3 separate regions of the Mus musculus genome follow, and regions 1 and 3 are each linked to region 2. The links are chromatin contacts, called in public Hi-C and promoter capture Hi-C maps. All regions are on one chromosome and are shown on one strand. Each heading gives the region's core, a stretch centred on a gene start, on an enhancer-like site or on the middle of the called end of the contact. The rest is flanking DNA. Distances are from core to core; before and after follow the strand shown. Region 1 overlaps Esyt2 (extended synaptotagmin-like protein 2). Region 2 holds the start of Esyt2 (extended synaptotagmin-like protein 2). Region 3 overlaps Wdr60 (WD repeat domain 60).

Evidence for each region. Promoter capture Hi-C pulls out the DNA fragments that hold promoters and counts their contacts. A called contact is a pair of places that touch in the nucleus more often than the background predicts.
Region 1: a Hi-C map of CD8 T cells shows a contact between it and region 2, with 2.5 times the contacts expected there. The contact joins the enhancer-like site here to the promoter of Esyt2 in region 2. A contact is called at or near these places in 4 of 39 promoter capture datasets (the 3T3-L1 cell line, the C10 cell line and the HPC-7 cell line), 2 of 15 datasets of contacts at CTCF or cohesin (the NIH/3T3 cell line and large pre-B cells), 40 of 484 Hi-C or Micro-C datasets (8-cell embryo, the C2C12 cell line, CD4 T cells and 24 more), 15 of 115 datasets of contacts at active chromatin or transcription factors (the 230-238 cell line, CD8 T cells, the HPC-7 cell line and 10 more) and 3 of 9 other capture datasets (adipose tissue, liver and pancreatic islet).
Region 3: a contact with region 2 is called in a promoter capture Hi-C map of 3T3-L1-derived adipocytes, with 2.2 times the contacts expected there. The contact joins the enhancer-like site here to the promoter of Esyt2 in region 2. A contact is called at or near these places in 10 of 39 promoter capture datasets (the 3T3-L1 cell line, 3T3-L1-derived adipocytes, the C10 cell line and 4 more), 1 of 15 datasets of contacts at CTCF or cohesin (the NIH/3T3 cell line), 2 of 484 Hi-C or Micro-C datasets (Sertoli cells and cardiomyocytes), 6 of 115 datasets of contacts at active chromatin or transcription factors (the SCID.adh cell line, double positive thymocytes, embryonic stem cells and 2 more) and 3 of 9 other capture datasets (adipose tissue, liver and pancreatic islet).

The regions. Positions count from the first base shown.
Region 1 is chr12:116,312,042-116,316,723 of GRCm38.p6, reverse strand. The region is part of intron 1 of Esyt2 (extended synaptotagmin-like protein 2); the gene reads right to left. Among named protein-coding and RNA genes, the nearest start is that of Esyt2, 33 kb to the right of the region's middle. Within about 2 kb of position 2,698, at least 18 of the 459 cell types and tissues checked have an H3K27ac peak or open chromatin away from gene starts, as enhancers often do. A contact at or near this core is called in CD8 T cells, Th17 cells, regulatory T cells and 1 more, where this site is marked.
Region 2 is chr12:116,279,222-116,284,172 of GRCm38.p6, reverse strand. Esyt2 (extended synaptotagmin-like protein 2) reads right to left here and starts at 2,951. Exons shown (of 22, transcript NM_028731.5): 1 at 2,501-2,951. The coding sequence starts at 2,830.
Region 3 is chr12:116,229,894-116,234,189 of GRCm38.p6, reverse strand. Wdr60 (WD repeat domain 60) reads left to right here. Exons shown (of 22, transcript NM_146039.3): 9 at 744-873; 10 at 1,484-1,595; 11 at 2,413-2,501. Among named protein-coding and RNA genes, the nearest start is that of Wdr60, 31 kb to the left of the region's middle. Within about 2 kb of position 2,484, at least 63 of the 459 cell types and tissues checked have an H3K27ac peak or open chromatin away from gene starts, as enhancers often do. A contact at or near this core is called in 3T3-L1-derived adipocytes, adipose tissue, cardiomyocytes and 1 more, where this site is marked.

The DNA of each region.
Region 1 (4,682 bases), core at 1,449-3,948, 33 kb before region 2:
CAATAACACTGTCCTCTGACTAAAGAAAGTGGACCAGAACCGGGACACTATACTTATCAAATCTGATTATGAAAACAACAGAAAATGGAGTCTGGCCAATTCCTGGACATAGGGTAGGTCACTATCAAGCCATTAATCACCAACAGCTTATACTGGCTCTCATAAGTCCTGAGTGATTGACTGCTCCCCTGGGGTCTCAGCAAGAGGAAAATAAGCAGGGATAGTAAAATTGGTGATGTTATGGCTTTCCTTTGTGTCTACACACAAGCACAAGTAGGCTTTATTTCCCTTGAATCCCATAATATGAAGAATATCTGCTTGAACCACGAAACATGCTAGAGTGAGTAGAAACTGTTATTTCTAAATTAGATAAGCATAAATGCATTGGGGTGGGGTGGGGTACAAAAGCCTTCCAAAATTGAGACAATGACTTAGAAGTTGGGGAAGACAACATTCAATGAGCTAAAGGGTCAGTCGGCGGACTGTTGTACATGTTTGCTTAACTCTTGATGCTATGCTCTGTCATCAAAGGGGCAAATTTTAACCCAAGTCAACCATTTTCCCTAAGGGACAGGATGAAAGAAAGTTCATGGTTACAATGAGGTGAGCAGACAGTCTTGTTAGATTTATCAAATCAGCTCACAAAATTAATTCATTTGCTATCAGTACACTGTCATTTCTTTGTATTACTTTGAAGTAGTTTAGTAGTCAAATCAGGATTGGGACAGTGAGTGGCAGGCAGAGCATTAAAGCAGGTATTTAGATCCTTCTAATTTATTGTGAGGCTCTCTCCCAGTCTACATTTTCCCTCTAAATCAACCAACCACTGGAGGCAACAGATAGATCAAAAGGCAAGTATTGGGTATCTTCTGTTCACTGTCATGGAAACTTCTGCAGCGCAGATGTACCATACTTTCTGTAATTTCAGAGTGAATACCGCAGTGCCGTTTCTGTAGGGCCTAACTCCTGAATATTCTTGCCCTTTGATGTCTGATTGTTCTCACCTGCTTCCCCAAAAGGCCTCTCCTTGCCTGGCCTCCCAACTACTAAATTTAGCTAACAGAGCACTATTCTAGAAAACAGGAACTTCCTTTTCAAGTCACCTTACTGAAGACTTTGATGCCTGAGTGTTTATCAAATAATTTTAACTTCCTTAGCTTGAGCTTCAAAGGCAGTGCAGTCACATTTTCTCTGGGTCACAGCTCAAAGACCCACCTTTATATATCCTGTTGACTACAGCCAGAGCAGCCATGGCTGTGGACATGGAATGATGCTCTTCCCCACCTTCTTCTCCTGACAGCCCTTCCCTAAGAACCAGCTCACTTTAGCTTTGGTCAGCTTCACACAACACTTTACCACCTAAAGACCAACAGTCCTCCACTGAGGTGCTGCAACTCTCTGTAAGTCAACATTTGTCACAACATGACACACAGTACATTACACTACATCTTATTTGTAAATACCATCAAATGAACTTCCAGATTCCAATAATGTCTTCAAAAAGTTTAAGGAGGACTACGTCCTGTAATACAAGCTACAGTCAGATCTCCAACCAATAAAAAGGGGTTAATAGGGACCATGGAATCTTAAAATATTGTTTGCATAGACATATATGTGTTTATATTTGTGTCTCTGTACATATGTATAAATATGTAAATACATAAATATATGTAAATATATGCATAGAACACAAAAAATATGTACTGAACCAGGAACAAAAAAAAAAAAACCCGAATTTTGATTTTCTTTTCTGTTGTTACAGTTTAACTCTTTGTGACAACCAAAAAATTAATTTGCTAATCATTACTTTAAGATCAAGAAATATTGCAAGCTAGGTGTTGGCATACATCTACAATCCTAGCACTAAAGGAGGCAAGAAGGGATAAGCCTGGGTTACGAAGGAGATACTGTCTCAAATCAACAAGGGAAGAAAAAGAAAACAAAAGAAAATGTGGACACTTGTGAACCCTGACTTTCCCCAGTGTTTTTCCTGCCCACATGCTGAACCATGCTCTACCTTAAGAACTCATATATTCATCATTTAGAGACTTGTGTTAGAGAAGGAAGAGCACTGTTTAGGGATCTGATCTTACCTGGATGGTTCCCTAACATTCCACAACTAGACAGCATGTAGCTCCTAAAGCCCTTTGTAGACAAGGATACTAGTGAAACAGGATAGAAAGCAAAGAAAAAAATTAAAGGGACATGAGAATGAAAAGAGCCCTCACTTCAACCTGAATCATGTTTGAGTAATTAATTCATCTGTTTAGAGTCAAGAATTTACACAGAACCAATGAAACTACTGCTTGCAAGTCTGACTCTACCACAAGAAGCAATCTTATATTCAAAACATAACACAAACCTTTGTAACCTTTGACTTTCAAAATTTTAGAACTCCTTTTTCATCTGTAAACCTACTAAATAATATGCCTTGTAAACCACCTTAAAGCCGCTCTTGAAAGCAAAGAAAATTCTTTAGATAAGAGAAGTAAACGTAGCTTAAACTTAAATTTTAAACTTTATTTAATCTTTAAATTTGTTACAAAGCTATACATTCCAACCTTCTTACTGCTTATACTCTTGGGTGTATGAATTTGATGCCTGCACTCTAATGTGTACTCTCCTCTACTTAATGAACTCAACTTTACTTCAGACTGAATAATGCTGACTGAATCTGTAGTAGCAGGAAGTCAACATCCTGGCAGTGTCTGGGTGGGTAGAGGCTGCTGAAGGTAAGTCGAGGTGCACCACTGGTAAGGAGTTGTAACTAGGGAATCTTTTGTTTCATTTTTATTTTTTGACACAGTGGGTCCCTGGCTGATAGCTGCTCATTGTCAAGACCAACCTGTTCTTGAACTCACAGAGATATGCCTGTCTCTGCCTCCCATTTTACTGAGATAAAATGTACAGATTCTGTCCCCAGAACCTTTTGTTTTAAATTTGACCTTTGACCCCGGGTTTCACACTTAAAACTCCTAAATACTCTTGAATTTCCTGACAGACAGGTACATCCCTTCTTCCAATCAGGTGACTCTTGCTGGACTCATGGTTTCAGGATAGGGTTAGATGAAATAAGGGAAGAACTTCCCCCTTTACTCTACTGGGGGAAGTGGGTAGAGGTTGAGCCAATCACTAATGGAATATGATTTAATCAATTACAACTATTTAATGAAACATCCTTTTAAGCTATTTAACAAAACAAAAGGACAGGGTTGTAAAGATTCCAGGCTGCACAACATGTGGGTTTTCCTGGAGGGGACAGTGAAGTTCTGTGTTCCCTTCCAGACTGTCCCCTATGTTTCTCTTCATCTGATTGGTTATCTATATGCTTTGTAATAGCCCTGACAATAAAGCAGTAAACATATTTCTAAGTTCTATAAGACATCCTAACAAATTAATAGAATCAACATAGGAATTGTAGGAACCCATGACATACATTCACATCAAACACACATGACAAGTTACTACATGCAACTGGCTCCTAAATGGGGAAGAGAATTGTGGGATGTAGTTCTTAGTTTGTAACACCCAACACTAACTTCATGTAGACAATGTCAGAAACAAACTGAAGTATAGGATACCCAGACAGTGCCTGCTGGAGAACTTCTTGGCTATAGGAAACCTCTCTACCCACCTCATTTGGTGACCTGAGGTAAAGTATTCTACTGAATATGAGTGTAAGAAAAGGGTTCAAAAATTAAAATATTTGTTATATCAGACCAAACAGAGGGGAGAGGGAAGAAAGGAGAATAGATTAGAATGAGAATTCTAAGTCTCTGTGGCTGACCTGGAGAAGGAAGGAAGAGAATTTTTAAGTCGGGCGGTGGTGGCGCACGCCGTTAATCCCAGCACTTGGGAGGCAGAGGCAGGTGGATTTCTGAGTTCAAGACCAGCCTGGTCTACAGAGTGAGTTCCAGGACAGCCAGGGCTACACAGAGAAACCCTGTCTCGAAAAACCAAAGAGAGAGAGAGAGAGAGAGAGAGAGAGAGAGAGAGAGAGAGAGAGAGAGAGAGAGAGAGAGAGAGAGAGAGAGAGAGAGAGACATCTCATCTAACATCTACAGTTCTCTCCCCTGTGCTTTCCATGTGCAAAAGATACAAGAAGCCATGTGCATCTCTGTATGTCCTGTGGGCTGTACCAGACAGGAAAATGAACAGAGATCTAGGGCCTGGAGAAAAACAGCAAACACTCAAGTCGACAGAATGCCTATACATATAAAATAAACAAATAAAATTGTTTTTTTTTTAATCCACAAGGTTATAATTTTGTTAGTGGTTTGTGTCATAATAATGTAGACTTTGGTCATTATAAGCATGTAACCTGACACACTAAATACTTCTCAGGCTGCTTCCAAACCAGAACATTCAAAATTCTCTCCTAGGTGCTTAGCTACTTAGGAGAAATTTCCTTAAGGCATATGAAACTGCATTAGCCTCTCTCAGTTTTTTACCTGAGACCATAGGCGACCACAATCACTCTATTATATTCTCACAAAGTGGGGCTAACAGAGTTAAGGTAAAAATTTGACTTTCCTATGTTACTGCAAACTGCAAAGGTCTGACTCAAGGACTAGCTGCTTAAGAAGGCCAACAGGCTGAGCTTGGGAGGAGGTGTAGCTCTGACTCCTGATAGCTGAAGGAGGAACAGGAGGTAACAGAAGTGTCTGCTGTATACCAGTGTG
Region 2 (4,951 bases), core at 1,702-4,201:
AGGTGTACACAATAAGAGAACATATCCAAAGAAACTGGATTGTTTTGGTTCTTAGTAATCCACACAATGAGTAAAAAAAATAACAACTTTCACCAAGCTAAGCAACAATGTACACAAGAGGTTGATGTTTCTATGCCATATGCCTACAGCCATAACATCAGTATACACTGGCAGTAGTAAAAACAGAAAAGAATCACACTTTATTCTACCAAGTTCTGAGTTTTCAAATGAAAATAAAAGTGCAGCATTGTCCCTATCCTCATGTCCACCTTAAATTTTCATTTTGCTAAATAAAATGAAAAAACTGTGGGTGAATTTATCTAACGGTGGAAATTGAAAGTTGGTACCATACTAGCTCATATCTTCTCATGTTTCTACTCCACAATGAGTCACAGTCATCAATGTACATTACAGTCTTTGGCATGTACATCACTTTCAAGACAACCTATCAAATCAACATCCAGAAACCCCAGGAACTAGATAAGCATGTTAGCACATATCTGTAGTCCCACCACTGTAGCTGAGGAAACCTTGTCTCCAAACAACCAACCCAAACAAACAAAACTCTGCACGGGGTTGTTAATGTAGTTCAGTGGTAGACCACTTTACTATTGCTATGGAAGCCTTAGGTCTGACCCTAATACTAAAAAACAAAAAACAATTAGAAACAAAAATAAAAACAAGAAAACTGACCAATTATCTTTTTATTCCATTAAAATTTTGGCTCATTATGGCAGCAACTGTATTTTATTTCCTTTGTGAAAACATTTGCACTTTGCAAACAGTGTTTTAAAAGCTAGTTTATATCAGTTGCTCAATAATTAAGTATTTTTGGAAGTCAGCACCACCCTGCTCCTGAAGACTTCAGTCTTACTTATGTTGTTTATTGGTCATTTAACTACTAGTTTTTAACCAGCTTTCTGGCAGCATTTAATTTAGTGTGGCAGAAACACAAGACACCACTACTGCATTCTACAGTATACCACTGTTTCTTGTTTGTTCTCACCTTAGCTACTCTAACTTCCTGTTTTTTTATATTCCTTTACTGCTAGCTAAATGGTATCTCATATCAGTTACTTTCATTTTCCAAAACACTCCTGTCCTATACATTCACTATGTATCTGCAGGTCTTTTAAGTTTCAAAAGTGCTTCACCATTACAGTTCTAACTTCAGTTGTTAACTGTCATCACGAAGCGCTACCTATTATGTTCCTCTTGGTTTAGGGAACTCTTCCTCTTTAATTCTTGTTTTTTGATACTTGTTCCACATAGTCCATGCCATATTTCACAGGTGTTTCCTAGCTGGAAAGGAGGAACATTCTCCAAGTTCTTTCTCCATTTAAATTCCTTCTTTCTACCTTTCAAAACTTACCACTACCTACTTCCACAGACATTTACATCAAGCCTAACATTGTGCAACATTTATCTTAAAATATGCACTATTTCCTTCTATCTGAAACTATGACACTAACTCTTTGCTAAGAAAGACAGTGAAGAGAAAAAGATGATAATGCCTTCTCCAATAGGTTCAAATACTCAATAAGTAAAAAGCAATTTTAGGAAAAAATAATCAATACCATAACTTATCATTACTGTTAACACTTTCAAAATCTCCCTCTATATATGTTAGATCCTGGATATTAAATGATCATATCAAAGTGCCTAGTCTTCCCTCTGGTATTTTAAACAATGAAACAAACATTTCAATTCTTCTAACATAAGCTTTTCAGGAACACTTCAATCGTGTTAGACACAACTAAGAAATGAATGAGTCTTCCTGATTTTTTTAATTAACTTCTCCCCATATTGGCTGTCACTACTTTTTAAATCAGAAAGGAGAATCTGGACGGTTCCAGGCCTGCAGCGCCATGCTTGCAAAAGGTTTACAGAATCGCTCTGGACAACTGAGATCTCATCGCCCACCAAGTGTGCTTCTGGGCGGTAGTCACTGCCAGCATGAGAGGAGGAAGAGGCCCAGCAACTAACAATGACCAGTTCTGCCAAGTTAGGAAGTATTCACTACCTGCGCACTTTGCTAGCGATGGGCGAGGAGGACTGAAAGCCAGGAAGAGGACTGAGAGCGGACACTCTCGGAGCAGATAATGACCAGGACACCTCGCCCAGGATGAGGGTGGGGACAGCAATAAGGACACCTGACTTAGGTGGGGGAGGCGGTGCGCTGACACAAGTGAGACTCGGACGCAGACCGTCGCTCAGAGCCGGGGTGGGCCACAGTGGCCAGAACTCCCGAGGAAAGCAGGTGGGCAGAGTGCTGACAGCAGACAGCAGTTTACAGCAGGAGAGGCAGACAGCAGTAAGGTCGCACACCTGACTCGGTCCGGGATCCTGGTTGTGCGGATCCCGGATCGGACGGAGATTCGGAACAAGCGGTGGCTGACACTTCACTCGGGCTGGGGCTTGAGTTCCCCACCCGTCACTGAGAAGGGGAGAAGGGTGGTGCGGACCTGACTCCGCTCAGGTCTGGGGGGGCAACACTCACCCAGGCGGGCAGGTCGCAGGCGCGCACTCCCAGGCGCACAGCTTGCTCCTCGTCCTCCAACAGCGCCAGCGCGCGGCACAGGCGGCTGGCCTTGAGGCCGCGGCTCCGGCGGCACCAGGCGAGCAGCCCGAGCGCCAGCAGCACCCAACTGAAGCTCAGCCCCAGGTAGCCCAGGGCGTACACCGGCAGCAGCAGCGCGAAGCTGCGCGCCAGCTGCCCCAGCAGCCCCGGCAAGTCCACACTCAGAGCGCTGCCCGGGGCCTCGGGCTCGGAGCGGCCCCCAGCCCGGCCAGGACCGGCCTCCGGCCCCTCGCCCCCCGCGCTACTCATCTCCAGCCGCGCTGAGCACTCCTCCCTGCCGAGGCGGGCGCGGCTCTCCCACGGACCGCAGGTCGCTCTAGCCCGCGCGCCAGCGCCCCACTGAGGGGGACCGCGGGCTCCACCGCTCCACTCCTCAAACGGGCGGGACTTGCCGTCATCACAGTGCGCAGGGCCCTCCCCCACCGAGGCCTCTCCCAGAGAGGGGCTTGCTCGGGCTGAGTGCGTGGTTTGGTGACGCAATCAGCATGCGCCCGACTCTTCCTCACTGGGATCCACTGTTCAGAGACAGCCGACCCTGAAAGAATCTAGGGCGGGGCGACGTGTCAGTCGCCAACCGGATCCCGCTCCCTCGTCCGCGCCCTCAGGAAAGATCCCCCGGCGGCGAATGGTCTGTGCCTGGTGTCATCGCGCGGTCGGACCCGCCTCTGCGCTGGGGTTGCTGTGCTGCTACTCTCCGGTCGTTACACCAAGAAGGGGCTGCAGGCGAAGCCATCACGCCAGGCAGGCCCCGCCCCTAACCTGTGAGGGCGGTTCGGTCTGCGCCCTCGGAGGGTGGGCGCCGCGCCAGGGGGACACACCCGGACTTGGCTCGCAGGGACGGCCGGAGAGGGAGGTGTGGCTTCCGCGGGTGTTGGAAGGGAGCAATGGCCCTGACTAGTGGGAAGGCTAGCGGGCTGAGTCCTTTCCAGCTTAGCGGAGAGCTCGGCGTTCGTCAGCCAACCTCTTGCCTGTCCTAGCTCCCTGGCGGAGAACTTGAACTTGCAGGTTCCTAGGGTGAGAGGATGGCTCCTGGGCCTGCCTCTGTGGAATGAGAACTTTGCGCCTGCTGCAGTAAAATTTACCTTGAGGCCTTACTGTGTGGTGGCGCCTCTGGGTCTAGTACTCCTTCAGGTCTGACTTCCCAAACAAAATGGCCCCAGTGAGCTTAGGAAAGCACAGTTGTCATGAAGATTTAAAAAAAAAAAAAAAAAAAAAAAAGGCAGCCAGGGTCCACCACCCCCTACCCCCGTCAAGGCCAAACTCTTAGGGGACATCTGAGGGGACATATGTGAAGCTTGCAAAAAAGAAAAAGGAAAAAAGGGAAGTAAGGAAAGGGAAGAGAAGAGAAAAAAAGACATCTGCTTTAAAGTTTGCTAAAGAGGAGCTGGAGAGATGGCCCAGCACCTGAGAACCCAATTCCTGAGTCAATTCCCAAAATCCACATCTGGCTGTTCACATGCACCTGTATCTAAAGCTCCATGGGATCTAATACCTCTGGTCTTCACAATCGCCTGTACACACACACACACACACACACACACACACAGAGGCATAATTTTTAAGAAAATTTTCCAGGAGGATAATTCCACGACTATGATTGTGGAATGTTGCAGATTCAGAGCCAAGTTATCCTGGGTCATACTTTGTTCCATTAGTAGCCATTCATTGCCCATCTCTTGTGTCTGATTTTATGCCACAATCCTTGTGATTCAAATATTAACCCACCACTACCTTGCACCAACACAAAGCTACCAGTGTCATCAGTATCTGAAACCTACAGAAAACAAAGTTCCCACTTTTCTGCAACCTGATGTTTTTGATTCACCAATGTATTTGAAAAAATAAATGCCTTGGTTTATGTAGTAAGTTCTGAATGAACAAATAAATGCAAATAAATAAATAAATGCAAAGTCACCTGTGGAAGATTTTCCCGTGAGTATGTGTGAATATGTATTACAGCATTTCAGAGACATGCCATGTTTGAAAGAGAGCAGTAGTCTGCTCGACAAAGGGCAATAAACCAAGCAAAGTGTCATAGAGTGCTATTGCTGTGGGGAGACTCCATGACCATGGCAACTTATAAAAGGAAACATTTAATTGGGGCTGGCCTACAGTTTCAGAGATTGAGTACATTATCATCATGGTAGGAAGCTCGGTGGCATGCAGGCAAATATGGCACTGTAGAAGCAGCTGTGAGATCCACATCCAGATCTGCCCACAGCAGGAAGAGAGAAGCCCTGGGCTCCTAATGGGTTTTTTGAAACCTCAATATCCACCCCCAGTGACACACTTCCTCCAGCAAGGCCAACCTCCCAGTCTTTCAAATAGTGCCCTTCCCTGGTGACCCAGGATTCAAATCTCTGATCCTAC
Region 3 (4,296 bases), core at 1,235-3,734, 50 kb after region 2:
CAAGTGACTTGTTAACACTGTGATTCTGGGAAGATCTTTCACCCATCCATATGTACTGAACACCAGCCATGTGGGAGTACTGGTAAGTGGAAGAAATAAAGAACACTTTTCTTGCTCAGCTTGCATTAGACTCAGGGGAGGTGACTGGGATACTTACATTGAATCCAGTGCCATCGCCTTTAGGGTGAAACCATTATAAATAGTTGGGAAAGAAGACTGTGAGGCAAGAGGACACCTAGGGTCTGGGGTTACTGGTGTCTGTCAGGAGCTTGTTTCCTGTGGGAATAGGCCGATGTAGCTAGGAGAATGTAGGCAGAAAACCTGGTTGTCATAGTAGCTGATAGTACAAAAATGTCATCCTGACATTCATCCTATAGCCAACATGAAAACAGTGCTGGCCATGGAAATTCTAGTATACATGTATTGTAACTGTCAGCCTCAGTGTACTGCAGTGGGCCAGTCACACACTGGCTCATGATATACTCCCACCACTACTTGCTGACTGTTTTTATTTGTGCTTGCTTTTTCCTTTTCTCCTAGGCCTCTAATGTGGGGTCCTGTGTAAGTTAAGAAAGCATTTGGCCACTGAGTTACATCCTCAACTCCTGTTTAATTATTTAAAATAATTTTTGAATACTTTAGACTCACTCTTAATTACTTACATGTGACCCTAAAATATACCCTCCTGCAAGTCCCTGAGTTTTGTTATTCAATTGAATTTTTGTTTCCAATCTGTTTTAAAGGACACGAAGTTCAAAACTGCTCCGGCTTATTGACTTAGACTTTTCGTTCACATTTTCTCTCCTGGATCTACCACCAGTAAATGAGTATGACATGTACATTAGGAACTTTGGGAAAAAAAATACCAAGCAGGTTAGTGCTACCTAACTGATAAAATGAAAGTACAGTATAAATGCATGTGCCTTGTGTCTACTCTGCAATATTAGAATTGGAAATGGCCTCTGAAGGCAGTAGTCAGGAGAAAGCGTGTGCTTCACAACTTGGTACTCATAAACTCAAAGAATGCAAAGTCTAACATAGCCTCTTGGGGCATGATAAATAATTGGTACAGATGACAGGTCCTTAGTTTCTTTTATGTTGAATTTTTGCTCACAAGCCCGTCTTAGCAGGCAAATCTTAGCAGCAGGAGCCTGATAGAAGTAGTAGTCATGCTACATCCGCAGTCAGAAGAGCAGAGTAATAGCTGCGTGCATAGTCATACTAAGTTCATTTTCTCCAATTTCTATACAGTTCAGGACCCAAGCCCAGGGATTGTGTCAGCTGCTTTTAGGCAGGATTTCCCACATCAATTAATATTTGAAAGTCCCCCACAGGCTAACCTTATCCCAACCCCAAGTATACTTTACTTTTTAAAAAAAGTGTATTAGGTCTTTTAAAAATGTCGTTACTTTTATTTTAAGTAATGGCAAATTGATCTGAAATTGAAACTAGATGTTAATTCTAAGCTACTTTTGCCTCTAAGGCGTATGTTCAGTACAATGAAGATAATGTTGAGAGAGACATTCAGACTGAAGATATAGAAACCAGGGAAGTATGGACCCAACACCCAGGAGAAGGCACGGCTGTATCTGGAGGTAACTGGTTGGATGTCTACTCTCTTCACAGTATGTTTTGATTTGTTTTGTTTTTATGTAACTCCTTTTATCCCAGTGTTGTTTTTGATGAGGTTTTAAGTATATGACTGTGGAAGTAACCTTTTAATATTCCTTTGAAAAAACAAATTAGCTCATGAATGAGATCAGAGCTGTTGAATCACAGGGAATCATTAAATTGGCCTGAACCCTAGTCTGATCCCTGAGAGGATTTGTAGTGCCATGGGGAAGATACTGTCCTCCAAATACTCACGATATAACTTCACCCCACACCTGCAGGACAGACTCTGCTCTGAGAACAACACAGTTTATTCTCATCAGTGTGTTGTCATTTTGAAGTGCAGTTTCAAGATGTGTTCCATCAGTGCAGTTTAGCAGTCTCTAAGATACAGGCATCTGCAGCTGTTCACATAGAATTTACTTTACTCATTGACCTTTTTTTTAAAAAAAAAATTTTTTTAAAAGGAATTTTCTATATGGCTTCACCATAAGAAAGCTCCAGGGTTGGTTTCTCTTACTGCCGGTGCCCTGCACCCTAGGTGTTGCAGATTTCTCATCTTTAGATGCTTGATCTGTAACCTAAAACTCACACCAAACACACTGGTTCTTTTTAGTGCATTCCTCGTGGCCGTTGACGAGGATTCAGTCTCTGAACTTCCTGTAAAGCAGTGTGAAGTTGGGAGACAGTGTTGACTTTTCTCCAGGTTCTCCGTATCTGTGGCACTGCTTCAATACTGTGATTTGAAAAGCTTCACTGTTTTGGAGTCAACTTTATTGACTTAAAAAACCTGTATTTTAGGTAGCGAAGAAAAAGACTTCTCTGATGTCACAGTTGTACCGAAGATCGACACTCCGAGGTTGGCTAACTTTCTCCGGGCAGCGTGCCAGGTACTTTCTGTGCTGCGTGTCCTCTTCTGGGAATTAGCGCTCAGGGTTCACTGTGTTGTCCTTGTGGCTTAAAATCAGTTCTTTGTCCTCAAGTATTATTTTCTTACAGATTATCAGTAAAACATTCATATAAGTCCATGCACAACAACACTAGGTAAATATAGGTCACTGAAAATTCTGTTAGTTTTGGGTTCTATACTATAATTTCCTACAGTTGAAAATAACAACAAACTCTTAAGCCAAGTATGTTAAACTGGTAAAGCAAGTATAAACCTGCACAGTATTTGTAAATAATAAACAACTGGCCATGGGAAGCTTTCAAGTACATAACCATGTACCACAGCAGACCTCCCTCATCTGACTTGTTATTCACTCTCCTTTTCATTATTTACCTGGTTATTTTGCAACTGACTCTAATCATCATATTTCAGTATAAATTTCTAAAAGAAAAAGATCTTTTGTTGATGTAAAAAGGCACAGTGTCTCAAAGGGAATATGAAAGTTTACGTTGCAGCCAAATACCAGAGATATAGGTTACCCTAAATACCATGTTTCAACATGGTGAACATTTCCGCTAAGTTTCTAGTTACAGATCAAGAGTGAATCTTAAACCAAAGCACTTTTCAGATATGTTGTAAGAACAATGGGTAGGAGGGATACAACAGCATGAGGAAGTCTGTGCTGGAGGCCCCAGACACTGTCTGATGACAGTCTTAGTCATAAAGACAAGCATAAAGGTGGGCAATGCAAGGCTCTCAGGAGGCCTAAAGATAGATAGCATAAGAGGATTTGTTTGTGACTTGTAATATTACAGCTCTCCACAATCACAAAGTTCTTTAACACAGGTGTGACCTACTAACATTGGTAATTTCTAATATATTAAGATACGAAGTTGATGTTCTAATCTCTATGTTGTCTCAAACTTTTTATATAAACTTAGAATTTAAATGTGGAGCAGACATAAACAGCCTAATAATGTTAAGCCTGGACAGGCTGATTTGGAATAAGCCTGTTTATCAGACTGTTATGTTAGAAATAGGATTAGGCTTGACATATTTGTTATTATTATTAGATTCTGTTTTAGTATAAAGTTCTTGCAACTATAAGAAGAGAGTCCTCAGTGCAGCGCAGTGAAGAGGGAGAGGAGCTGTAACTAGGCAGTGACAGGGATGGGTACAGGAGCCTGCTGCAGCCCTGCTTGCTTGGCTTCTACGGCAGTGACAGGTTAGGGAGCCTGCTCCCATGGTGTCTGTGCTCCCATGGTATCTGTGCATGGCACATCTCTGTCCAACCTACATGCAATCCTGCCAGTCCTTGAGTCATGTCTTTTGCTTCCTTTCCCCATTTCTGCTAATTCTTAAGTCTTTTCACGTTCTAGAGATGACCTAGTTGGAGCCACTGCAGGCATTTAATGCTGACTTAGAGTCAGTGAGTGATGGTTGCCTGTGCTTCTCCTTAGCACTTTGTTTGCTTGAGGGTGTTAGATGTCCAGGCTGCCTCCTCCTCTGAAGTTTTAATTATATTTAATGAAGGAAACAACATGTAATATGAAATAATGGCATACTGTGACATTATATTAGTTTGCTGTTATTATTATACAAAAAGATACTTTTATTTTTAAAGTTATAGTATGGTGGAGCCAAACATTTATTTGTAGAAATGAAATCTACAAAAGGTAATTTTTAACCAAAGGATAGCATGCTGTTAGTGTTTTAAGAAGTATGGCTTACCTTGGGGGTGGTTTTTCTTTTTAAAAATATATTTTTTATTTTATGTGTATGGATATTGCCTGCTT